Linked DNA regions of Mus musculus: all the other regions are linked to region 1. A link is a contact called in public Hi-C and promoter capture Hi-C data. All regions are on one chromosome and are shown on one strand. Each heading gives the region's core, a stretch centred on a gene start, on an enhancer-like site or on the middle of the called end of the contact. The rest is flanking DNA. Distances are from core to core; before and after follow the strand shown.

Region 1 (3,249 bases), core at 747-3,246:
AAGATCATTAAATGACACCGTCCTTACACTAAATCTTTTGTGCGTTCTTTTGTCTTTAGACTCTTTGCTTTTCCTTAACATCGATGAGATGTTTAAACATAATACAACTGTCAACACACTCAACAGACTACTGCTCAAAATACAGGCTCTAAAGGACAGACAGTACACTAAAGTTGACAAAAGGTGCTGAAAAACATCTAGTACATCATCAAGCTGACAGTTACCTCTAAATTCTTTCCTAGGTTCTCAGCTATCTAGTTATTTTAAATAGAGACTTGCACTAAAGGTGAGGGTTAAAGTCTGGGTGGGTGCACTGGTCAGAAAGACCTTTTAGATTCTGAGTTAGAGACTTAATGGCAAGAATTTATCTTTATTTTTTAACACGTGAACTCTATTGCTTCAAGATTAGATGCTTGACTCTACAATGCAAAGCAAGTGTCTTAACCGTGCAGCTTGTATGTAATAAGGGATAAGGACCATCTGAAACAAGTAGTTGGAATAAGAAATCTAACCTGCCCTCACTTAGCCAATTCTACCACAAAGCTCTGTTACAGGATTATTAATGAACCTGAAAACAAAACATCAGACTGAACAAATAAATTTATTACCAAAACAAAAGGTAAACTATCCCATCATATATTATAGACTCCTAACTCAGAGGAAATATATCTTCTGAATTGGTTTATGAGGTTGCATAATATACACACTAATGTTCTCTTTCACTAAAACTAAAACACTACATTATACTTAGACTAAACGTTCCTGTGATGTGATTTTATGCGCATTGAGATCATGGTGGGGTAACTAAGTACAATTTTTGTCAAGTGATAATTGCTTGATGCCACGTATGTGCACATGACTAACCACAATTCTCTTCCTATGGTCTTCATGGAGACACAGTCTAACTCACTTTTTAGAAACAAGGTAAAATATTTGGGAAATCTACTCAAAACAATTAGCCAATAAAGTAATCAATTTGAAAAACTAATATGGCAAAAAGAGGCCTAGCAAACAGAAGATAACTGCTGAAGTTAAGGACTTTGGTGTAAATTAAGGCGTCTCAGTTTCACCATTTCCGGACAGTGTTGACACTGGGCCTGTTTCTCCATTGTTCCAAACTTCTGTTTCCTTACGTGAATAATAGTAAGTACATTAATACCTACTTCCTATATTTGTGGAAATGGATTGTGCCAATAGAAGCGAAGCACTCACGTTCCCAAGATCATAGCAGGCTCTTCCAACATTAGCTATGTTATTACCTACAATGAGAAAACTAAAGCATCCCTAGCATTGAAGTTAGTTTCGAAGGCAGATGGTTAAGACTTTTATAAAGCTTGGGTTAATTCACGTGACCGTAAATGGAGAGAAGCAGAAATTGAGGCAAAATCTGTAATGAATACAACACACACGAACGACTCTATCATCCCACTTCTCGGGGCTCATTCGCGCTATCCGAGAGGTACACAGCACTGGCTGCCCTGGGCAACAGTGGGACTCTGAAGTTTACTACCAAGGGGAGGCTTGGAAACCGAAGCAAAACAAGAGACTGTGCAGATGCGGAGAGTCCCGGGTTGAAGTTAAAGGGCCACAAGCTCGCAGCACCGTGGGCCCAGCTTCACCTGGTTCCTCCCAGCGACGAGGCGCAAAACACTGGGCCGCGCCATGAAGCGACGGCTACCGGGACGCGGAGGCCGAGGCCGGGGCCCCCGGAGGCCGCGCCCGGATCCGCGCTGCTGGGCCCAGCTCATTCCCGCAGAGAGCAGGCCCGGCGCCGCCCCACCGGAGGCCCCAGGCCCAGCGCGCGGCCTGGCGGTTACCTTCCGCGGGAAACTCCTCGAACTCGTCGTCCTCTTCCAAGAGACCCAAGTCGACCGGCTGCTTCTTTTCGGACATCGCGCCGCGCCAAGACCCAAGCTGCTCGGACCGGCCGCAAAGTCGGAAGCCTCAGTACTCCGGAGGCGCCGATCCTGACAACGCCGGCGCAACCATAGAGACGAGAGGGAAAGAGCTGCGGGGCAGCGCGAGGAATGCTGGGACAGCGAAGGTCCTCCCAGAGCGTCCTGCGGTTGTAGTAGGTCCTCCCGTCTTGAAACAGTGAACTGTTTTGTTTTATAGTGTGTTCGTTCGTTTTATTATTCATATAGTTGCCTACGTGTGAAAGATTTACAGTGTATTAAATTACTAAAGGCCATTATTTAGCTTACAATCACTAACAGAAATCTGGAAAGATAAAGTAACATAAGTTAAGAGCTTATTACATTATTCCACTACTCAAACCTAGCCTTGAGCATGCTGTTAAATATCTCCACATCACAGGGAACCCGGGACCAAAGGCAGCCAGAGGCACTCATATGCTAGACAATTCTGACTGTCCTCCAACCTTTCCTTTGTGCTGTGCTCCTTGACCTTACAATTGTGTTCCGTAGGGTTTCTGTTCTAACTAGTTGACAGGTTGATGTAAAAAATAAACAAGTAAAAAAAAAAAAAAATGATGTAACGTTGTACTGTTGTTCAAAAGATATGATTTGGTTTTGCTTTCTTTGTTTTAATTGTGACCCATGGAAAAGAACAAGACAATGAAAGATAGGAGAAAAGTTAGTGTCTAACCACACAGTAACACGTATTTGCCAGGCTAATAAATCTGTGTTCTATTGCATCTAAAGGGCTCTTATATGAGGTACTTAATTTCTCTTTAGTATAATTTATTTATTTTCAGCACCACACTTAAGGCTATACATATAACACACATAGTTACAGGTGCAAGAATAACTCTATTTGATATATAAAAATTGAAGAAGGTCTATAAGCCCTACTACTGAGGAAGTTGGGGCAGAAGGCATCCTTGGATACAATGAGTGTAAAATCAGGCTGGACAACTTAGTGAAACTGTGTCCCTAAATTAAAAGTAAACAGAGGGCTAGAAATATATCCCCAATGGCTCACTACCCCGTGCCAGAGAATTTTTAAAAAAACATGGGAAAAATGTTTGAACAATTTATGGATATAAATATGAATATTGTATGTTTTTTTAAAAAGATATATCAGAAAGTAGAAAGTGGAACATATTTTGTAAAAAATACTTTATTTTATACAAACACTCTTTCCTAATTCCATTTCCATTGCTATGATAAAATACCCCGGCAAAAAAGCAGCTCAGGGGAGAAAAGCTCATTTGGCTTATAATTCTAAGTTGTACTCCATCACTGCAGGAATGTCAAGGAAGAAACTTGAAGCCGCTCTCACATCCAC
Region 2 (3,391 bases), core at 735-3,234, 1.1 Mb after region 1:
TCTGTATTAAAGGGCGGCAGCATCGGGAAGGCTGAGAACTCACAGTATTCTAACTTTCAGTTGAGTGCGTTTATGGGACTCCTGACTGAACTGTGAATCCGGGTCTCTGATTCCTGCGCCTTCTCTTCGGGATCTTTTTATCTTTCTGTTGGTTTCTGTTGTCCAACCTCAATATGATGGTTTCCCTTTTATCTCACCTTACTGTATTTTATTCTATTTTGTTGCTTGCCTCTTAGAAGCCTATCCTTTTCTAATGAGAGGCAGAAAAGGGGTGAATTCAGAGGGGAGAGGTGGGGAGACACTATAAGTAGAGAGGTGGGAAACTGTTCAGATAGTATTATATGAGAAAAGAATCTATGTCTAATAAAAGGGAAAGGGAAGTGGGCTAACAAAGCGCTCTGAAAATCAATTATGATCACCGAGAACCATTTACCTAGGTCTTAAGGCTCTTTAATGAACTGTCTGGTATGCAAAACATATGCCAGGCACTACATTGAAGTGTAAAGAAAAGTTTAAAATTCTTTCCTTCAGCAGGAGTAAGGAAATTCAAACTCCTTTGTAATCGGACTCAGAGGCCCTCTTGTACCATATTTTCCTCACTGTTGTCTGTAAATTTCCTCCTTTCCTGGTTAACTTCTGCAGCAGTACTGGCCAGTGAGCCATATGTGAAATTTTAATATACTAATAAAGCTCATTAAGAAGACAAGAGAAAACATTAAAACTAATTTTAAACATACCTTAACATGACACACCCTAAATACGACAACCAATACAATATAATCAAAATTAATTATATTTACACTACTTTTCCTAAATTATTAAAACCGGGCTGGAGGGATACTTTAGTGGTTAGAGGCTGCAATCAAACATCAAAACATCAAGCGTTCGGTTTTCATAATCATCGAAATCGACACATTACACTCTTACCACATCTCAGTTCAGACTAGCCAGCATTTCTAGGGGTCAGTCTATGAAAGAGCACAGGCTCCCCGCTGGACAGCGCCGCTTTCGTACACTGAACTGATAGTTCTAAACTCCACTGGATCACCTTAAGACCTCAATAATCAACCCGTGGCCTTGTGCAAGTCTTACTTCAAATGAATATTATAGTACTGACATCAATCAACGAAGAGTTAGCTGTTAAAACCCGTAGGCCACAGGCAACGAAAAATCAAACTCGCCCGTGTATTTTAAAAGTTATCTTATCTGAAACTAGACCTGTGAAATAGCTATCCATAATTAAGAAAAAAAAAAAAAAAAAAAAAAAAGCACGCCAATTCCTTTGCCTTTTCCCGTACTTGGTTGCCTGTCTCCTTAAACAGATTTTTCCCGGCGTGGCTGCGAGTATGGAACTGGAGTGGAGGAAGGGCCTGAGCAGCGAGGTGAGTGAGTGCTCAGAAATCCGGATCCAGACAGACCCAGAGACACTCGCTCTAGAGCTTGGTAGAGCCTCTGTCCTGCTGGAGAGCGAGACCCCTACACTAGCCTGGGGCTCCCAATTACAGCTGGTCTTGTGCAAGCGTCCACCTAGTCCCAGGCAAAACCTTCGGATGGCTGAAATTTCCCAGATCTAGACGTCATACAGTAAAAAAAAATATTTATGGTGTCTAAATGAAGGCCACCTTCGCCTTCTGTCTGGAGCGGCCCTGCCTCCGCGCTGCACTTCGCTCACATGAAAGCTTTCCTGGCAGCTCCGTCCTAGGTGCGCAACAATCGCCCCGCGCCCGCCCCGCCCTGCCTCGCGCTGCACCGCAGCATCGGTCTGGCGCCGGACCCGAGCGCTCCGCATCCGAACTCCCGGGACATGTGCCCGCGCGGACAGCACATCCTCCGGCCTCCCAGGCGAGCAGAGCGCTCCGCGCTGAGCACCCGGCTCCCGCTTACCTGAGCACTAGCGGCCAGGGCCAGAGAAGGTGGAGCAGAGGCAGCGCAGTGACAAGACCGGTTGGAGGCCGCTTCCCACCTTAGAGTCGCCGGGCTTCTGTAACGCGTGCGGGAAGTTTCATCATGTGGCTGGGACCCAACCCGTGCGCAGGGGCGTGGCCCGCAGTGCTGACGAGCGACGCCAGGCGGGGCGGAGGCCAAGGCAAACGTGCATCCTGGGGCCGAGAGCCAGGAGGTGTTCTGCTTCTGTTCCTTAAGGTGCTGTGACACTGCAGGCAGGATAAGCCCAGAGGTCGGGCCGCCAGGTCCAGTGTCCCATCAGCAATAGATCTCCTACTCCTTAATTGTAGTCTTCAGTACTTCCTAACAGAGTGTCTGATATATAGATGTGGATACATAAGTAACATAGGAATACCTAGAAGGACACCACACACAGACACACACACACACAAATAACTACTACTACTGAGCAGCTAAGAAGAACCCCAGGTAATCTCCCTGCAGAGATTAAAAGCACTCTTGAACCAATAGTGCCTACAAATTCATTGTACAATAAAAAGAAATGTTTGTCCTAAGAAACTGTTGTGCCAAGGTTAACTTCTTCACAAAGTCTCCATCAAGTTGATAACATTAAGTTCAAATAGATCAGTGGACCTTGAACATACGGACAAATCCTCTTCCAGAGAGCTGTAGACAGCAGACCAATCCTCTTCCAGAGAGCTGTAGACAGCGGACCAATCCTCTTTCAGAGAGCTGTAGGCAGCGGTCCAAACCTGCACAGCACTGTGGAGATGGAAGCAGGAAGATCAAGAGTCAAGGTCATCCTCTTAAGTAGGGAGTTTGAGGACACAGGGACACACACACACACACACACATGCATGCACGGACACACGCACACCTATATATAAAGATTCTTTTTCAGTACCTCAAAAAAAAAAAAAAAAAAAAAGACCTTCCTCAGCTTGACTAAAAGATTGGTAGTATGCTCTTAGTATTCCCTCGGATAGGGAAAATACACCATGATTTAAAACACACACATACACAATTTTACTGCATTCTTTAATGAATTTATAGTTACTAAACATCAGCACCCAGTAGATTGAGAAACAATGAAACTGTGCTGTGAAATAAACTAAGATCAGATTTTAGGCAGCACTTAGAAAGCCTCTGATCTTGTTGTTCCACAAGGGATGTACTGCACTTGTTTGACCTTGAGAATATCAAATTTTTAAAAAGTCCTTTAAGCTCCTTTAAATACAAATTAAATCTTTTCTTCTCAATAGTTGTTGGAGGGTGAACCCATCTTCTAACTTTTTAACTTATCTTAAGCATATAATCACATAGGGATAGCTAGCCTTTGTTACCTTTAAACTCTTTGTGGCTGCAAAGGGCTTCTTTGAGTTTAATAGTATCTTGAAACAAAGGTACATTGTTTTGTTTTTGACCCATTTACATTTCTAAGGTTAGCTCTTGAAGAATAGCATAGGACGTCCCCACCCAGCCCTTT
Region 3 (3,257 bases), core at 113-2,612, 1.6 Mb after region 1:
TATATATATATATATATATATATATACACACACACATATGTATGGAAAGACAGACAGACATAAGAGAAAGTTATTTTCATGTAGCTAGCCTAGCTCAAACTCAGTATATTGTTGAGTCTATCTTTTAATTCTTTGATCCTTCTGCTTCAACCTCGGGAGTGTTGATATTATAGACGAACACTACCATACCCAATTTTAAAAACATTTTGATCTGTGGTGGTTGAACCTGCACAGGCAGAGCTAGAGGATCTGGAGGGCCAACAGCACTATAATAAATCATATGTGAATCTCTCTCTCTCTCTCTCTCTCTCTCTCTCTCTCTCTCTCTCTCTCTCTCTCATGCTTATAAGCATGATTTGTCAATACCTACATGTTAAGACAAAATGGAGTGATTGATGTATTGTGATGTATTGTAGTATGCTGCTACTTGGTAAGGGTCACTTGAAGGTGAGCACTGACAGACAGATCTGATGGCCCAGATTGCAGCTTGGGTACACTGTGACTATGGGTAGTTGAATGATGTTCAGGATCGGACTGAACAGGACTCAGAAAGATTTCATAACATTCTAAAATTCAAATTTAGGTGTTCTTTAATTCGAATCGTTCACCTAATATTTTCAGGCTTTGACTGGTCAGTGGTTACTGAGACTTCATAAGCAAACTCACAGGTAAATGAGAGACTTGCTTTCCCATTGCTGTATCCTGTTTCCTGACACAGTATTCAGTTCTAGAAGGCCTTTCTCTTCCAGTTGTTTCCGTCTTTAACTTTTCTGTGACCAATCCATGTTTGTCTTTCTTAGTCTAGTGATCCTCAAGGAAGTTCTTCTGATGCCCCACCCAACCTGAGGGAGGTGCTCTCCCAGGTAGCTTAAAAAAGCCATCACTCTTTTGTCCTGTTTCCTACAAGGGTCTTTTTTTTTTTTTTTTTTTTTTTTCTCATTCCTATATCCCAACACGGTGTGACTCAACAAGGCATTCATGACCTCTTTTTGGAATAACTGAAATCGAATTATGAGCCCCAAATCCTTAAGTTTTTACGAAATCGCCCATCCTCTCTGTTCAGTGGAAATTAAAATGTCTCACATATGCTAAAATGTGTGTACCACCACGACCATGGTAGCTGGCTTCAGAGAAATAATCAAATTCCATGAGAGCAGGGTTAAAGAATGGCTGGCTTGCTGGAGAGGGGTCCCGGGGCAGGGCCCACACTGGGCGGAGCGCTCGAGAGGGAGGCGGGGACTCTAGGTTGTGGCCCTGCCCACAAGAGGGCGACGGAAGGGGCTCAACTCAAGCGCGGAGCGCTCGGGAGGAAGGCGGGGTCTCCGCGCGGCGGCCCCGCCCCGGGGCGGTGCCGGGCGAGGGGAAGGCGGGGCTCGCGGCGAGGAGGTCTGCTTCGGAGGCGGCAGGGTGGTTTGGTCGGGGGCCCAGCGGGTGGCCCGGGTCACCGCCCGTGCTTCGGCGGCCATCTTGCCCGCGCCCGTCTCCCGCGGCGGGAGGGGCGGCGTACAGGCCGGAAACGTCTGTGTGGCGACAGGCCACCTCCTCAGGTCAGTGAGTGCGGCCCGGAGCGGGTGTCTGCGTGAGGCCCGGGGTGGCAGCCGCGGCCGCTTCCTCAGAGCCTCGCCGGCGGGTGGCGTTCCGCTCGATCAGTGCGATGGTCACGGCACCGGGCTGCTGGCGGGCCTCGTGTGGAGCCTTGGGGCGTCCCGCGGCCGCGTGGCGACCGTCCTCCGTGCGGCCGCGCCGGGAGTGCGGAGCCGCGTCCCCCGCCGCCCAGCGGCTCAGCCAGGTGTCTGGACCGTGGGAGTCACGATCAGATTCCTGGTTTACCCGGAATAACAACACGATGAGTTCCAGTTGTACCCAATCAAATCCTTGTTAAAGGGCCTGTCACCCCCGTGAGCTCTGTTCCCTACCGACACGAATAATGCAAATTCCTTGAGAGGAATGGCTCAGCAAACGACTGCTCTTGTTGGCTTTTTTGAATAACTATAGTTTAACGAAAATATAGATGCGCAATGTCTTGTGGAGATGGTAGTACTCCAAATTTCCTGAAACTGCTATCGTTTACTTAGCGCGGAAAGAAAGACGACAGACCATATAATTGTATGTTTTGCGTTATGACAGTGTTTTGAATGTGTGCCCAGTTGCCACGTGGGGTTAAGATGCTTTGTAAGTGTATAGACTGGATTCCCAAGATTTAATAAAAATATAAAAACTTTCGTATTTTTTACAGTGTTGTATATTTTAAATTATTTCTTATTTGATAGGTTAAATTAAAAGATATTCTAAATTTCGTTTGCTACTTCTGAAATGTGCCCGCTAGAGAATTATAAGTGGTGGTTCACTAAATTTCTTTTGGATAGTGTTACCCATGTTCTGGTGGTGACTTGTGGGGAACCATTGAAGGGAAATGAACACTGACTAAATTTGAAGGTGAGGACCTAAATTATTGCCATCTCTTAGCCCCTCCATGGATTTGGCAGTTGTCTCCAGCATCTGAAAGCATTCACTTCCAGGACTGGTTGAAAGAACTAAATAGGGACAACAACATCTGTATGAAGCAGAGAACTCAACTGTGATGAGTTGGTGTTAGAACTTTGTGTGGTGGAAATTACTTAGATGTTACCCAAGTCATAAGGGACTTGTAATCGTCTAAACTAATAAGTGCATGAAAGACTTTCTGAGCCCTTACTGGTTTTTGTTGTTGTTTGCTTGTTTTGTTTTTTGCTGTCCTCCGTATTTATATTATGTATGTTAATAAGCAAGGACCCATTTGTATAGAGTGTTAGATTTCTTAACAGGATGGTTATAGACATACTGGTTTTCTAGGGCCATCTTTGTAATGTGCAACTCTATGCAGGAGCGCCAGCCGAGCATTTAGAATGACTAGCAGTTAGAAGCTGCTATGTCACTCCTTGACATTTTCATTTTGCACTGGGCCCTGCTCCTTTCTTTAGCACTGGTCGAAGATGGAAGTTGACAGATAGGCACAAAACCAAATCATCTGTTCTTCTGTTTAGTCACATTACTTCTGCAGTTAGGAGCTGGAATCAGTAAAGCTGTATGTACATGCTTCCTGTTCAGCCAGCTTTCTCCACTCTCAGACAACTCAGGATCCCCTTGCCTACTGGAATTGTACCACCCACAATAGGTTGATCTTCCTCTACTTAATATAATCAAGGTGGGCCACATGCCAACCTGATCTACACGCTCCCTCCTTGAGGTCCTCTTGTCAGGTGCTTCTGGATTGTGAT
Region 4 (3,635 bases), core at 767-3,266, 2.0 Mb before region 1:
ACAAAAAATATCAGAAAGTAAAGAAGGTAAAGAGAAAGAGAGGGACAAAGAGAGGGAGAGGGAGAGAGAGGGAGAGAGAGGGGGAGAGAGGGAGAGGAGAGGGAGAGAGGGAGAGAGGCAGAGAGGGAGAAGAGGGAGAGGGAGAAGAGGGGGAGAGAGAGAGAGGGAGAAGAGAGGGAGAGAGGGAGAGAGGCAGAGAGGCAGAGAGGGAGAGAGGGAGAGAGGGAGGGGGAGGGGAGGGGGAGGGGGGAAGAGGGCCGGAGAGGGAGAGAGAGAAAGAGGAGAGTCCTTTGGATTTAACAAGAAATACCCATACCACCAGCAAAGAACCATTCAGTTCTTCAGGACAGAATGGGAACCAAGCAAGTGAAAATTTCAAGTAGCTACTCCTTCTAAAAGAAACAAAGAAGCAAATAACTTGGAACACAGAATCTAGTGGTGGTTTTAATTAAAAAGGGACATTTATCAGTGGAAAGGCATCAGCTAAGAGAGGGACCATTTATAGATGCCACAGGAAAGGGCCATCTTATGTGGAGATATCTACCAGGAAAAGCAGAAATAGGTAGAGGGGTTAACTTTAACACAGAGGAAAGGACAAAGGGGTTCCCAGATTTTCCCAGTATCTCAGAAAGCCTTCTGGGAAGCACAACTAAGTACAACGTCAGGTTTCTTTATTTTTGGCTAGCATTAGGCCAACCCTGGGGGTTAGCTCTGGTTATTGAAGGTGGATCAGAAATTCTAATTTGGTGTTGATGACATCATAGTATGTGTCTAGGATGTGATTGGCAGGCCACATATTGTTAGCCCAGTTATCTGGTTGTTGTCGTATCTGATTCAATTCTGCCAGCATGTGATCAGCCTCAGATCAGAAGAAAGAGCCAAAATTAAGCGACCACTTGCAGGGAACAGTGCCTAAGTGTTTGTACACTTATTTAACTTTATTGCTTATTAGCATTATATCTATGACAGTGATGTATGTGATTTCATTTAAGCGACAAGAATCTTTCATCATCATATGATGATTGTGGCTGGAAACATAATTTTAAAAATCCTTCAGTGGAGAGGATGGGAGTGACTCGACAGGATCTCTAAGTCCCTTTTCTCTAACATTCGAGAATGTTGAGAAGGGTCTGGAAGCACAAGGTTGGGGTTGGCTAAAAGTTGTAAAGAAGACTTGCCAACACCTCCAACTCAACAATGACTTACTTGTTCTAACCACAACATGCAAATAGCCATTCTTGTCTACAAGGCAACTCAAGACCAAGGGTATGAATAAGAATGCTTTTCAAAGGACACACAGAGTGCTGGGTCTATTGATAATCACAAAACATTAACCAAGTTTAAGGATTGCCACAGGCAACCAATCTGCTACCCTGGCCAACCTTAGTGTCAACAAAGATATTGTGTAAACATAAAGGAGAAAGGGGCTCTTATACTGACATCCACACCAACTTAGACACACTGTACAGGATGCATCTACACCCACTGCAACTGGACAAACAGCACATTGGGCAGTTGAGTATTAAACGGTGAACATGGGCCTTACACTTGAGTTGGGTGTTCGGATTTACAGCCACCCCAACACCTGGCCAGCATCTTAGGTGCAGAGGAACTTGCCAGACAGGTCGTGGGTGGCCTGCCGTTAAGGCCCCACGACCGTGGGAGAGCAGAGAGTAGAAAGTCCAGAAAGGGTGTGATGGGGGAAGCAGGGAGTGTACTTTTTTTTCCCGGAACAGTAGTTCTATTGCCCTAACCTGGGCTCAGGTAGCTGCCAGTCCACTTGGGCATAGCCCCGGAGCTGACATCTGGGCCGGGCTGCAGGCCCTGGCCCTCTGCCCCCCCAACACCCATACAGTCACCATGCCTGTGCAGCCGTCGCCGCCCGCTGCCGCCAGTGACCCGGTGACCCCGGAGGCCCGTCTGGGCCCGGTGACCCCGGAGCCCCGGGCATCCGGACCCCCGTCACAGGCGCAGCCGCTATTAAGGCAGGAGGCTACCAGGGAGGAGGAAGGGGAGGAGACAGGCGGCCAGGGCGCCTGGGGCACCGGCACGGCTGAGCAACGGCGGCGGGGTTGGGGGGAGGCCGACGAGGGCACGGGGAAGGCCGGCGGCACGGAGGCCGCAGGCTCGGACCCCTCGGCCCGCGGTTCGGGCGACGGGCAAGGGAGCTGGCGGCCGCTTCTCGGCTGGCTACGGCGCCCGCCGCCCCAGTGCTGCCCCTGCGCGGCGCCCCTTCCCCGCTCCGCCGCGCACTGTTGTCATGGAGGAACCAAGATGGCGGCTCTGGCCTACAACCTGGGCAAGCGGGAGATCAACCACTACTTCAGCGTGAGGAGCGCCAAGGTGCTGGCGCTGGTGGCCGTGCTGCTGCTCGCAGCGTGCCACCTCGCGTCCCGCCGCTACCGAGGTGAGCCGGCCCTCCCCCCGGCCCGGGCCGGCTCGGCCCGGGGGGAGGCGGCGCCGCGGCCCCGAGCGCGGGAGGCCGCCCCCCGCCGCAGCACGCCCACGCGCCGGCGGCCTCCCGCGGCCCCGCGGCGCCCCACGTGCCCGGGCCGACCCCTGCGGGCCCCTGCCCCCAGCCTCCCGCTCTCGGGGCCACCTCCTGCTGGAGCGGGGCTCCGGAGGCGCGCCCGGCCCCGCGCCCCGGTGCAGGAGGTCGAACCAGGGGCCCCCGGGGGCAGCCCTGGCGGCACCGCCTCCCGGATGCTGGGGTCGCACACGGTGCGCCCGTGGGGTCTGCCTCCTGCCCTGCCACTTCAGGGCCCAACGGTTGGACAGCGGCTTGGGCCGCCCTGCTTACTTTTGCCAAAAGGGCCAGTGTGGCTAAAGATGCCCATGGCCCACCTCCCTCCCGTGGAGGAGGTGCCACCAGCCTTTCAAACACTTTTCAAGAGTTTGGGTTGCACAGTTTTTGTTTTTGTTTTTACAAATAAAGACACTGAGGCAGGATTTTGGTTTTTGTTTGTTTCTTAAAGGAGTTAAGGAGTTGACCGGACTAGACGTGAGCGGGCGAAGCAAATAGTTAAGCCTTTTGAAAGCTGGCCTTCAATATGGGTTTACATACTGGTGGAAAGCTGGAAAGGAACCAATGAACTCTTCTCAGAAGGAATTATCCTTCAGTTGTCAAGGGATATTTGCTTGTTTTTTTGATTGATTTTTTTTCCCCTTTCCTTACGATAAATGCCACCAGGACAGTCACTGACAGTAGGAGGGAAATTATAATGATAGGATCTTTTGGTTTTGACCTTTGGTATCCTAAAAGTCATTATATGGACAGCTCTTGGTGACTGTGAGATAATTAGACAAATGTGACAGCCACGTGCACATTAGCGCTGGGCCCATTTATACTGTACAGCCCAGTCACGAGAGTACTAGAGTCTCGGCTGTATTCCCATTTCACATGATCTCTCAAAGTGGAGGCCATTTTGGTCAAACTTGATGGTTTGTTTCTACCTACTCTTGAGTTTTCCAGATCTTAAACTTTAGTATCATAGCTGTATCTTTTAAATATATTATCTTACAAATAGCTTAATTGAATTAAAAAAGATCCTTATGGCTAATTCTCCAGTCCTCTACAGATTCATAGCAGATGACCTATCAGAGCCTTGGCTTCTTACTGCTGACATCAAGAAAGC
Region 5 (3,565 bases), core at 871-3,370, 1.3 Mb after region 1:
AGAAGTTGGAGGGCCATGGACCAGAGAAAGGGCACTCACCTGTTCTTCTTTTCTGGCCTGTCCTATCAGTTTCTCATTCTTTCCTCAATTTTCTCATCTGAAAAGGAGACCTTTGAATTCAAATCCCTAGCTTTGTTTCAAGTTTTAAACTTCCTTTGGAAGAATTTTTTTTGAGGGGGGGGGATTTATTGGTGCCGTTCAGTAGCTTCCTAAAACTACACACAATGAATTGGTTCATCACCTAGATCCCAGCCTACTATGGTTGGAATGTGGCTTTTCTTCCCCAGACTCTGATCTCGATTATCATGTGTTAGAGGGTGAGGCTAAGTAAAAGTGTTGATTTTGTTAGGACTCTCCCCTTACTTACCGAATGAACGACGATGAACGGCTCAATTCTTTCTTGTGACTAATGGATTAATGAATGAATGGGCTATTCAGTGACTGATATAAAATCGAGTTCGGCTAGGTCTCCAATATGCTTTCTGTTTCCTGCCGTGATATCTGGCTGGTTCACGACTTAATAAACAAAAATCACCACACACAGCTCCTTGTCTACAATCATAACCAGAATATACCTGTTCTTTACAACTTAGCATCTATAATAGTAGAGGCAGAAAGTGGATTCAGATAAAGCTTAAATGTCTTATTCCAAAACCCTCACTTTTAATAGCTATGCTGTGGTGTGCTCAGAACTGCATAGTTTGAACATTTATCAAGCAGGGCACAGTGTTTCCATCCGGGGGCCTGGCCTTGCAGATGATGGTTAAGGTCTCTAGATCTTACTTCCACTCCCTGCTGCCTCACCAGGTGGCAACCCACTTCCGTTGCTGCCACAAAGATAGCTTCTTGGTACACAGGACCTTTGCCAAAGCAGAGCAGACGAGTTTGTAAAACTCTCTCTCTCTCTCTTTTTTTTTTTTTTTTTTTTTTGGTTTTTCAAGACAGGGTTTCTCTGTATAGCCCTGGCTGTCCCGGAACTCACTTATTAGACCAGGCTGGCCTCCAACTCCCGAGTGCTAGGCGTGCACCACCACTCCCCGCTGAGTTTGTAAAACTCTTAAGTATTTGCCATAGCAGAACAGAAGTAAAATGCCATTACACACATTCCTCCAAGAGGCTTTCTGTCCGTTGTCACTATATGAGTTCTCTGTTCTTCTGAGGCACACATCTGGTTACAGAGCACTCTTCATTATGCCAAATCTCTTGTTATTAAGGATAGAGGAATGCTGTGAAAGGAAAAGAGGCAAAAAAAAAGGGGGGGGGGGCTAAGATTGGGTTAGAGGTCAGCGTGACGTTGAGGTTTGTTCCACAGACAACAGTTTAAAAGGCAGTTCTTTACTTGTACTCCCTGCTAATTTCGCTTTCTGCTTTCCTGAGAGAATTAGAACACTCAACCTCACCAGAAGGGGGCTAAAAAAACCCTGAGCTCGGGGAAGCCGGGACTTCCCAGCCCACTCCGCAGGAGGGCGGGGCAAACACCCGGCGGCCAATCCCCGCATCCGCAGGTCGCGGTGTCCCCGCCCACTCTGCCCAGGCCCCGCCCTTCCCCGGGGCTGCTGCTGCTGCTGCAGCTGCTGCAGCCGGGACGTCAGCATCTCCGAGACCCCTGGGTGGCGGCTGCGCAGTAGGCGGGCCGTGGTCCAGGCCGCGCGGTCGGGAGGGGCGGAGCGAGCGGCGGGAGCGAGCGGCAGGAGCGCGCGCCGGGCCCGCCTCGGCCGCCGCCGCCGCCGCCGCCGCCGGGAGATGATCTGGGCGGCCGCGGGCGGCCCAGGCTAGCGGCCCCTGCCCGTGCTGCGGCGGGCCAGGGCAGCGAAGGTCGCGGGTGGGGGGTCGTCCTCCTCCCCGCCTCCGGGAGGGGCGAGAGGGAGCCGGGGCTGATGTCAGGGACGGCGGGCGGAGGCGCCCGAGGGCTGCGGGTCCAGGGGCTCGGCTGCCGGCGGCAGGGCGACTGAGGGTTCGGGAACGCCGCCCGGGTCCGCGTCCCCGTCCGCGCCGGCGCGGCCAAACAGGTGTCTCGGGCGGCGGGCGAGCGGCCACCCTCGCGCTCTCCGCGGCCCGGCGTGTCCGGCCCGAGGCGCCCGGGGCGGGCCAGCGCCGAGCGGTCCTGCCCGCCGCCCCGCCCCGGGCCTCCGCGCGCCCGGCGCCCGCCAGCTGTGTGCACTCAGGTGCGGGCACCTTCCGGCCGCAACAGTCCCGAGTGCCCGCCGCCGTTGGACCGTCAGCTTTGTCTGGAGCTGGTCGGTTATGGTTGGAACTTTCCCTGCCCTTCGTTGACTGAGTGAACCAGCCAGGTGTGTTGGGGGCTTGCTACGCGCAGGATTTAAAAAAAAAATGTTTTTTGTTTTTTCTTTTTCCTTTGGTAACAAAGTGTGATGGCTTTCCTAGATGTTGGCTAGTTAAACAAAGTGCTTTGACTTTAGATAGATACTCTTCTAAATTAACTAATTTAAGAGTGAGGATCGGGGATTAATGCTTTTGAGCTCTGTCCACACTTCTTACTAGTGGCGTGGGACTTAGAATATTCTAAGATCCCTTACTTCCTGGAAAAAAAATTTTTTTTTTCCAATCTAGATCTTTGTATTCACGGTATTTCCTTTTAGTACATACTGTCAAAAGATGTATTCTGAGTTAAAAAGTTACAAAGTTAGAACTTCAGTGCTTCAGACTGAGTAGGCAACGCGGAAGGGACAGAAGTTTGGTAATTTGCAGGAAGTTGAGGATAGACCACAGATAGCTCAGCCTGGTGCCAAGAAAAAAATGCTGTGCACACTACAAGTTGTTTGATTCTGGTGGAAGTTTGGATTTGGAAGTGGAAACTTGAGTTTTTAGAAGGTATTTATAAACGGTACAATTTTCCAGTTCCTTATCAGATAAATGTCAGACGAGCCTTGTGCACACGATATTGTGTGCTCTAAGCATTGTATAGCATTTCTGCCAGCTGTAGTATATATTTTTGTCCAGTTTAAATGAATATAAGGTTTGAAGTTACCAAACAGTTAACTCTTTTCACCATATGTTCAGTAAAACTGACTTAGGAAGGCAAGTATGACTCACTGAAAAGTCAGCATTAGTGGACAACTAACTTTAGTGTTTCAGATTTTCTTGAAATTTATGTTTTCCTCTATCTTTTTACTCAGGACTCAGCAGTTTACAAATGCTTTGTGGTCATTTCCCACTTAAACTCCCTCTCCCTACATTGTGCTCTTAAAAAAAAAATCAGCCTACAGTTGTGGATAACTTTAATATCAAGCAGTTTAAAAGTACATATAATGAGTTAATGTTTGGCTAATTGTATTCAAAAGTATGTGCTGTATATTGCTTGTGTGTTGATTTTGCTGAAATGAAAATTGTGTTATTCAGCTTAACTATAAACTCATGATAATATAAAGTCAAATCTTTGGTGAAAGTAGTGGTTGGAATTTTGTTGCAATTTATTTATGAATCAAATGTGAATTGAAATTGTTACCTTAATGCTCCTGTTTACCTATTACATTCAAAAGTTGGCTTTTCGGTACAGATATTTTAAAAGGACTTTGAGATTTTAACAACTAGCTTGAAATAAAAG
Region 6 (3,651 bases), core at 39-2,538, 1.9 Mb after region 1:
AAAAATTTTCATTTAATTTCATTTAATTTCTGTCTGACCACACAGGGAAGCAGAGAAAGGTGGCTCCTCTGAGTGAAACTGATCATTTAGTGCCTGGAATCAGGAAGCTTGCCAGTGTGGGCAGACACCAGGCAGACGCCAATCTGACACGCCACTTCTTTATTTTGTAAAATCTTATGTTTTTGTTTATCTCATGTGAATTAATAGGAGGTATCTGATGTAGAGCTTTAACTATTCCTGATTAGGGTTTTATATACTTTCTTATGCCCATCTAAAATCTTCGTACTTCTCATTTTCCTTGCAGAAGAATAACCCCCAGTGCCATCACACAGAGGAAATGACCACAATGAATTGTTACATTATGCCTGGTCTTTCTCCCAAGAGACCATCAGCTCCGGGGTAGTAAACTAGGTGCTCTCCATTAATAAATCTGATGATGCGATGCTGTAAATTTTCTTGTTGACGTGTACAATTCAGAATGTGATGTTCTCCACCCTACCCTGTAACGACAAACAGGTTGTAATGGCAGGTGCATTTTGTTCAATGTAGCATCCATACACTAATCCTGAAGTTGTTTTGATTCACAAGGCGACTAGGACACTTAAAGACATTTCTAAGATTAAAAGGGTTAAGGATCCTTCACTCAGCTTTAACTAAAACATCTCACCGGATGCAGGTGTATTTGCAAAATTAGTTTGGCTTCAGCGTCCTCAGCCCCAGGTTGTAGAGAGCACTGGAGGGTGGAATCCTTGTAACTTGCTTATCGCAGCGCGCGCGTGTCTTTGGGCGTCGGAGTCCGCGCAGGGCACGTATGGACCCACTTTTCTAACCTGACCCTCACCTCAAAGCCTGTCAACTCTTAAGTCCCTCCCTCCGCGCGAGGCCCGCCTCTCTCATCCACTTCCATGCTCCGCCCCCAGAGCGGAAACGTGGTACTGTAATTGGCCGAGTCTCCTCTCACTCCGACAATACAACCATTCCTTGGCATCCCGGAGTAGGGTGGCGCTGCCAATCACAGCGCTCGCAGCCGCAGGAGCCGGGTCCGGAACGCCCAGAGGCGGGGCCGGAGGCGGGGCGCCGACACAGGATTAGTTGCCATTCCGAGTGAGAAGCGGGTCGAGGTGGCGGCGGCAGCGGCGGCGGCGTTTGCGGTGGCGCGGGTTACGCGCAGCGCGAGGCGCCTCGAGGCCCCTTTCTCTCCTCCGAGGCTAAAGTCCCGGCGCTGCCCGTGGTCGCCGAGTCGTGTCGCGCGGGCGACCCCCCGCGAGGGCTGAGCAGCCGCGGGAAGCGGGCGAGTGCCCTGTCAGCGCGATGCCCGGGGCGGCGGCGGCGGCGGCCATGGGCTCGACGCGGGCTCTGCCGTGAGCGCCCCGCAGAGCGCCGCGGGGCGGTTGAGCCGTTGGACGTTGGCCGTCGCGGCGTCCCCTCCCCCTCGGCGGCGGGGTGCGCGTCGGAAGGGGAGCCCCGCGGCTCCGCCCCTCCCCGCCCCTCCCCCGTACACATCGCACGCACCGCGGCGCCGGCTCCCACACGCTCGCTCGCGCGCCCGCCCGCCCGCCCGCCCGCGGAGCCACCATGTCCACTGCGTCCTCCAGTTCCTCTCAGACCCCTCACTCCGCGCCGCAGAGGATGCGGCGCAGCACCGCGGGCTCCCCGCCCGCCGCTGCCGGGAGCGGGACGGGGCCGGCCGGGAGCTGCGCACCGGCTGCGGGAGCCGGTCGGCTGCTGCAGCCCATCCGCGCCACGGTGCCCTACCAGCTCCTGCGGGGCAGCCAGCACAGCCCCACGCGCCCGGCCGCCGCCGCCGCCACCGCCGCCGCCGCGCTCGGCAGTCTCTCCGGGCCCGGAGGGGCCCGCGGCCCCAGCCCGTCCAGCCCGACTCCACCGCCGGCCGCTGCCCCAGCCGAGCAGGCGCCTCGCGCCAAGGGCCGCCCGAGACGGTCCCCCGAGAGCCGGCGGAGGAGCAGCTCACCTGAGAGACGGAGTCCCGGCTCGCCCGTGTGCAGAGGTAGCGAGCCCAACCCTCCCGTCCTCCCGGGCTGCGTCTCCCCGACGGTGCCCTGCGTGGAAAACTTCAGCCTCTCCGGGCTTCTGTTTGCTAGTGCATTACCGAAGGTGTGAAAGTGGCTTTGGGAATCTCACCCCCCACCCTGAGGTCGCTGCAGGGCTTGGAGGAGCGACCTGGAAATCAACTTTTATCCGACCCTCACACCGCCACTCAGATTTTATCTTGCATCCCTCGCCTGCAAAAGAAAAGTGTTTCGGTTTAATAGCTTATTAGCTTTCTGTGTTTGGAGCCGGGCAAGGAGGAGCCGTGTGAAACCCTTAAACACGCACACAAACTCTCTAGCGGGGCATAAGGTGGTAGTGGTAATCTCTGCAGCCTTTGTGCTTTCCCACAAAGTTCTTGTCTGGAGTATGTTTGTGTTTTGGAGACTTGATGGCGGTAGTTAGGTTGTTAGAATATCCTTTGCATGTGTAGGGGAGGCAGTTTAAAGTGTATGCTGTTTATCCATCCTCTCCTCTACTTTATATAGTCATGTATTAGATCACTACTGCACTACAAATGGCTTATGCCGGAATGGTGGTTTTCGTGGTGAATTTCTTAAAGCCTGTTTGTGGAGTGTGTTCACTTTTTCCTTGCATCTTTAAGTATACTTAGCAGTTCAGCTGAGCTGTGTAGAGAGATCTCCTTTCTTTTTTGTTAGGTATCAAAGGTAATGGTGAGTGGGAGGATGTTGTGGACTCCCCTTAATGTTTTCTGTTTGGGTTTGGTTTTGTTTATGCCTAGGGACATACTGCATGAACTAGTTGACTCCTGGGGGAGAAAAAGAAAATTAGGCAAAACAGGGACGTAACCGGCCATAAGGGAGAGTCGAGTACCTAATATTCTTAGATACCAGCCTAGAGCTACAGTTGCTGCTGCTGCTGCTACTACTGCAGCATTGTGGAAGGAATCATTCGGAGTAGGGAAAGAAAACAACAAAAAAGCCTGCTCAGAAGGGAAATACTACCAAGCTTCATACAATGTTTGTGTGGTATGTGGGGTTTTTTTGTTTAAGGTGGACGTTCTTAAGGTGTTTAGAGTTAGGGAAAGGGATTGCAATATGATAGATCAAAGTTTAGGTATTTTTAGCTTTAATTTAGATGTGTAATTAGCATGTTGCTAAAGCACTTGCTTTCAGATCCCTTGATGGTAAGCCTCTGGGTAGGATGTTAGTGCGGTGGAATAAGTGCAGGAGCACCAAGAAATACATCCTGTAATCTGTATGCACCAGGAGGGAATTGCTCCCCACTCCTCCCCCAGGTCAAGCCAGCTGCTGCAGAAACTGACATCCTCCAGCAAATCCTGAATGAATGAATGAAAACAACGTGATCGCCCTAATAATGACCACAACTGAACACACATCCTTGGGTGTATTTTATGGAAAACTCCACCATTTTCTAACAGATTAATGCCATATGCAACTCCCTTGCACATTTTTTGGAGCTGTGTTAAATGAGAGGTAACAGAAAGAAAAGCAGCAGCAGTCACAGCCGTTTTTGAATGATTTAGCTTTAACAGTTTGTTAATGGGAGTTTGGGGGGGTTTCTTTTAGGAACAATGTGAAAATAAAATAAAAATAGGAATTGTAGATTGTGTGCAGAGGA
Region 7 (3,321 bases), core at 55-2,554, 1.7 Mb after region 1:
CCTGAAGTTTCATTTGGTTGAATATAAAGTAATAGGGGTTTTGGACAGTTTATTTGGTTCAAGTTATAATCTTATTACCTGATCAGATGATTGTAAGCCCAGTTAATTTTGAATTTCTAATAAACAACAAATATTTGCTTAGTGTTTTGTGTGGTTTCTTTTATTTGCAAAAGACACTTGGTACACTAAAACTAAACGAGGCTTTCACTGTCTAATGAAATTCTGCCAACATTCTTGATTTAGTACATCTCACAGAATACCTTCTTTTTGAGGGGTTGTTTGTTTGTTTGTTTTCGAGACAGGGTTTCTCAGTATAGCCCTGGCTGTCCTGGAACTCACTCTGTAGACCAGGCTGGGCTCGAACTCAGAAATTCACCTGCCTCTGCCTCCCGAGTGCTGGGATTAAAGGCGTGCGCCACCACCGCCCGGCTCAGAATACTTTCTTTTAAAATTAAGAACGATGATCTAAAAGAACTGGTTGCCAGATCTGAGGAAGACTTCCCTTGAAACTGAGCTCTGCCACTCGATGTGAGGTTTGAGCAGCTCAGTCAGCCTACCTGTTTAGTTAGAAATTCTTTTCCCTTAGAAAATGTGTGAATGAAATGACCTAGCAGGTAAGTCCTTACAGAGGATTTTCTTTCCCTCGGCACTCTCAATTTCTGGGCCTTTGGGCTTAATTTTTACCTATAGGAAGGACGAGGCTGCAATCTAAGACTGGGCTAGATACAAGGTATCTATAGAATATGGGAGGGGCTATCAAGAAATGTTTCATAGGGAGACGACTGCAAAGTAGAAAAACTAGGCCCATAAATAGAGACGGCTGCAAAAGACAGGGAAGCAAGAAGCTAAGTCTGGCTAAAACAAAAACTCGAACAACAGACAGAGGAGCCAGGTTTGTAAATACCTTCCTGGTAAATAAAGAAAGGGGGCGCGGAGCGCTTGGATCTAAAAGGTCATTCCAAACAGTTTTGGGGACATAAAAGAAGCGGCACCAAAATGTTGCTGCAATGGCTTAGCAGTTTCCACAAGCTCTTCTTGTGAAAACTACAGCAAGCTGGAGGGCAATGCTGCTTAAAGGTGACCTGCTCCCAGCCTCAGCTCCCGACCCCGCAGTCCTTCCCGAGTGGCCGTGGTCCCGTCCTCTCGCCCGAACCCGCATGCACCTTTTCCAGCTTCCCCACGAAGCACACGGGCCGGTCGATATACTGTGGTAACATGCTGGCGTTGACGCGCGCTTTGGGGAGCTGCATTATGTCCTCCATGATTCTGCCGCCAACACTCGCAACCCGCAGGAAAGCAGAAAATGATTGACGCCCAGCGGGCGGCCGCGCCAACCCGGGCAGATTTCCCGAACACCAATCAGAGGAGACGTACGCTCCAGACCCACCAATCAAATCCACGGGAGCATCTGGTTCGCTCGCACCGGGCTGGCGGAGGGGCTCAAGGCTTCCGGAAGTACTGGTAGACTGCCTAGTGACGCGCGGCGTTCCGGAAGTCACTGGGGCCGAAACCCGGCGGGCAGTGGAGGCGGGACTTAGAGGGGCGGGGGCTGAGGCCTGGGACCCGGGATCTGGAGCGGCCGAACGTCGACTTGACCCCGGAAGTAAGCTGAAGGACCGTGGTGGGTGGCGAGCTGCGGGCTGCGGCGGAGTCTCAGGTAGCTTTCTTGCGGGAGGTGTCTGGATCTCCGCGCCTCTCTCCTCCCGAGGGCTGAACCGTCGGGGTGGTGGGCGGAGTCGGGCTCCTGGTCCCGGAATGCCGCGGTGCGGGCACTGACAGTTGCCAGCTTTTGCGCGGGTGGCGCGGGTGCGTGCCTAACCTGGGGTTTGGGGTTTTTATTTTTGAGCCAGTTCTACCTGTAGAGAACCATCGTCAGTCTTTACCCCTCCCTCAGGAGGTTGTTGCTAGGAGACGTTGTGTAACGGACCTGCCTGCTTTACCCACTGGCAGCAAGAGGTGCTGCCCCTCTCTTTACCTTGGACCTTTTGCTAGCCTTGGCGGTGTGGAGGTGTCCATTTCCTCACCTCCTGGGTGCTGGCGTGCATTGGGGCTCCGGTAGAGGAGGACCCCCGGGAAGGACTAGAGATGACAGGCTTCACCAGCTGTTGGACCCAAGCTAGTGCTCCTCCACTGGCGTCACATTTTCTCTTTCTGCAAATGAGGGGTTGACTGCTTTGTAAGGTGCTAGATAACTCTAATTTTGGGTTGTAATACTATATCTAGTTCCCCGAAGTACTCAGAGCTGGCTGTCTGAAAGACAGTTTATTCCAAGATTTGAAGAAAATTGTCGGATGTGTTTCTGGTTCAGAAAATGACTGGATGCTGGTGGCTGTTGATTTTAGTAATTTCACCAGCAAGGGATTGGTACTGAGAAATTTCAAAATGAACGCACATAAAAATACCTTCAAAAGAGGTTGCAGAAATTAAAACATAATTTTAATTGCGTCTCATAATTATGTGGAACAGTGTCTGGATTTTTCTAAAGCCAAAGACTTATTAACCTTCAAATTCAGGGCTAATAACTCAGTTCCAATAATTCAGTTCCAATGTAGCCTGCTGTTGCTGCCTTAAGTAATAAAATACAAAGATCTGGTTCCATCTATTTAAGAGTGAAATCCAATCTCCCCTATTTAAACGATTGTTAGCTCTCCTTAGTGTTCATGTGACATTTAATATGTGTGTCTTAATTCTGTTGTGATTAAAACAAGTTTAAAATTTTTTTCCTTAGTTGTGGGCTGCATTTCCTTTGGGTGCTGGCAAGTCGGTATTGAGGCATTCATGATATAGCACTGCGTTTTCTACCCTGGTGCATAGCACCCTTTTAGTTCAGTGAAAAGTAACCAGCAAGAAGTAAGTTCCCAGTTCAGGTCTAGTTTGCTTTATCTGTGTGCTGCAAGCAAATGGTACCCTGTCTCCAGACATAGGTTCTTACCATCTAGTTGTGGTGGACAGCTCGGAGCATTGTAGAAAATCGTGTTGTTTGTGTGCCTTTGGGTCATCCTTCTCAAGAACTCTAGGGAGGTATATCACAGCCTTTCAGCCCTGAGATTTTTGTTTAGTAGCTCATGCCTTTAGGGGAAGCATTCTTTTCCCATGCAGGGTATTCCCATTTAAATTTCCTTTTAAAACCAGTTAAACTTTTCAATTAGCTTACAAAGTAGTAGGTTTTCCTGAGACCTCTTTATACATCCTTAGTCTTGGTTAGCCCAACCTCGTGTTCCCATCTCCACTTAAGCCTTTCACCCCCCAGTATTCTCCTCCAATGAACTACTTTTATAGCTCACATGTTCTACTATCTCTTACACTCCTTGAAATTTCTCT

The links. Promoter capture Hi-C pulls out the DNA fragments that hold promoters and counts their contacts. Hi-C and Micro-C count contacts between places; a contact is called where the count stands out from the background.
Region 2: a promoter capture Hi-C map of hippocampal neurons shows a contact between it and region 1, with 3 times the contacts expected there. The contact joins the promoter of Asns here to the promoter of Sem1 in region 1. A contact is called at or near these places in 3 of 39 promoter capture datasets (the 3T3-L1 cell line, the C10 cell line and hippocampal neurons) and 2 of 115 datasets of contacts at active chromatin or transcription factors (both in embryonic stem cells).
Region 3: a contact with region 1 is called in a promoter capture Hi-C map of liver, with 4 times the contacts expected there. The contact joins the promoter of Mios here to the promoter of Sem1 in region 1. A contact is called at or near these places in 2 of 39 promoter capture datasets (liver and pre-B cells), 1 of 484 Hi-C or Micro-C datasets (CD4 T cells) and 1 of 9 other capture datasets (liver).
Region 4: a promoter capture Hi-C map of liver shows a contact between it and region 1, with 4 times the contacts expected there. The contact joins the promoter of Casd1 here to the promoter of Sem1 in region 1. A contact is called at or near these places in 2 of 39 promoter capture datasets (liver and pre-B cells), 1 of 484 Hi-C or Micro-C datasets (CD4 T cells) and 1 of 115 datasets of contacts at active chromatin or transcription factors (microglia).
Region 5: a Hi-C map of B cells shows a contact between it and region 1, with 7 read pairs. The contact joins the promoter of C1galt1 here to the promoter of Sem1 in region 1. A contact is called at or near these places in 4 of 39 promoter capture datasets (erythroid cells, liver, neutrophils and 1 more) and 3 of 484 Hi-C or Micro-C datasets (B cells, Th1 cells and cardiomyocytes).
Region 6: a promoter capture Hi-C map of liver shows a contact between it and region 1, with 5 times the contacts expected there. The contact joins the promoter of Glcci1 here to the promoter of Sem1 in region 1. A contact is called at or near these places in 2 of 39 promoter capture datasets (liver and pre-B cells).
Region 7: a contact with region 1 is called in a promoter capture Hi-C map of pre-B cells, with 2.8 times the contacts expected there. The contact joins the promoter of Rpa3 here to the promoter of Sem1 in region 1. A contact is called at or near these places in 1 of 39 promoter capture datasets (pre-B cells) and 1 of 484 Hi-C or Micro-C datasets (CD4 T cells).

Annotation. Positions count from the first base shown.
Region 1 is chr6:6,576,662-6,579,910 of GRCm38.p6, forward strand. Sem1 (SEM1, 26S proteasome complex subunit) reads right to left here and starts at 1,997. Exons shown (of 3, transcript NM_009169.2): 1 at 1,818-1,997. The coding sequence starts at 1,893.
Region 2 is chr6:7,691,225-7,694,615 of GRCm38.p6, forward strand. Asns (asparagine synthetase) reads right to left here and starts at 1,985. Exons shown (of 12, transcript NM_012055.4): 1 at 1,885-1,985.
Region 3 is chr6:8,207,865-8,211,121 of GRCm38.p6, forward strand. Mios (meiosis regulator for oocyte development) reads left to right here and starts at 1,363. Exons shown (of 12, transcript NM_145374.2): 1 at 1,363-1,547.
Region 4 is chr6:4,598,895-4,602,529 of GRCm38.p6, forward strand. It overlaps Casd1 (CAS1 domain containing 1), which reads left to right and starts at 2,017. Exons shown (of 18, transcript NM_145398.4): 1 at 2,017-2,407. The coding sequence starts at 2,275.
Region 5 is chr6:7,843,104-7,846,668 of GRCm38.p6, forward strand. C1galt1 (core 1 synthase, glycoprotein-N-acetylgalactosamine 3-beta-galactosyltransferase, 1) reads left to right here and starts at 2,121. Exons shown (of 4, transcript NM_052993.3): 1 at 2,121-2,291.
Region 6 is chr6:8,508,312-8,511,962 of GRCm38.p6, forward strand. Glcci1 (glucocorticoid induced transcript 1) reads left to right here and starts at 1,289. Exons shown (of 8, transcript NM_133236.3): 1 at 1,289-2,008. The coding sequence starts at 1,576. A430035B10Rik (RIKEN cDNA A430035B10 gene) reads right to left here and starts at 850. Exons shown (of 2, transcript NR_040452.1): 1 at 668-850; 2 at 1-500.
Region 7 is chr6:8,257,837-8,261,157 of GRCm38.p6, forward strand. Rpa3 (replication protein A3) reads right to left here and starts at 1,305. Exons shown (of 4, transcript NM_026632.4): 1 at 1,164-1,305. The coding sequence starts at 1,262. Umad1 (UMAP1-MVP12 associated (UMA) domain containing 1) reads left to right here and starts at 1,452. Exons shown (of 4, transcript NM_001302354.1): 1 at 1,452-1,657.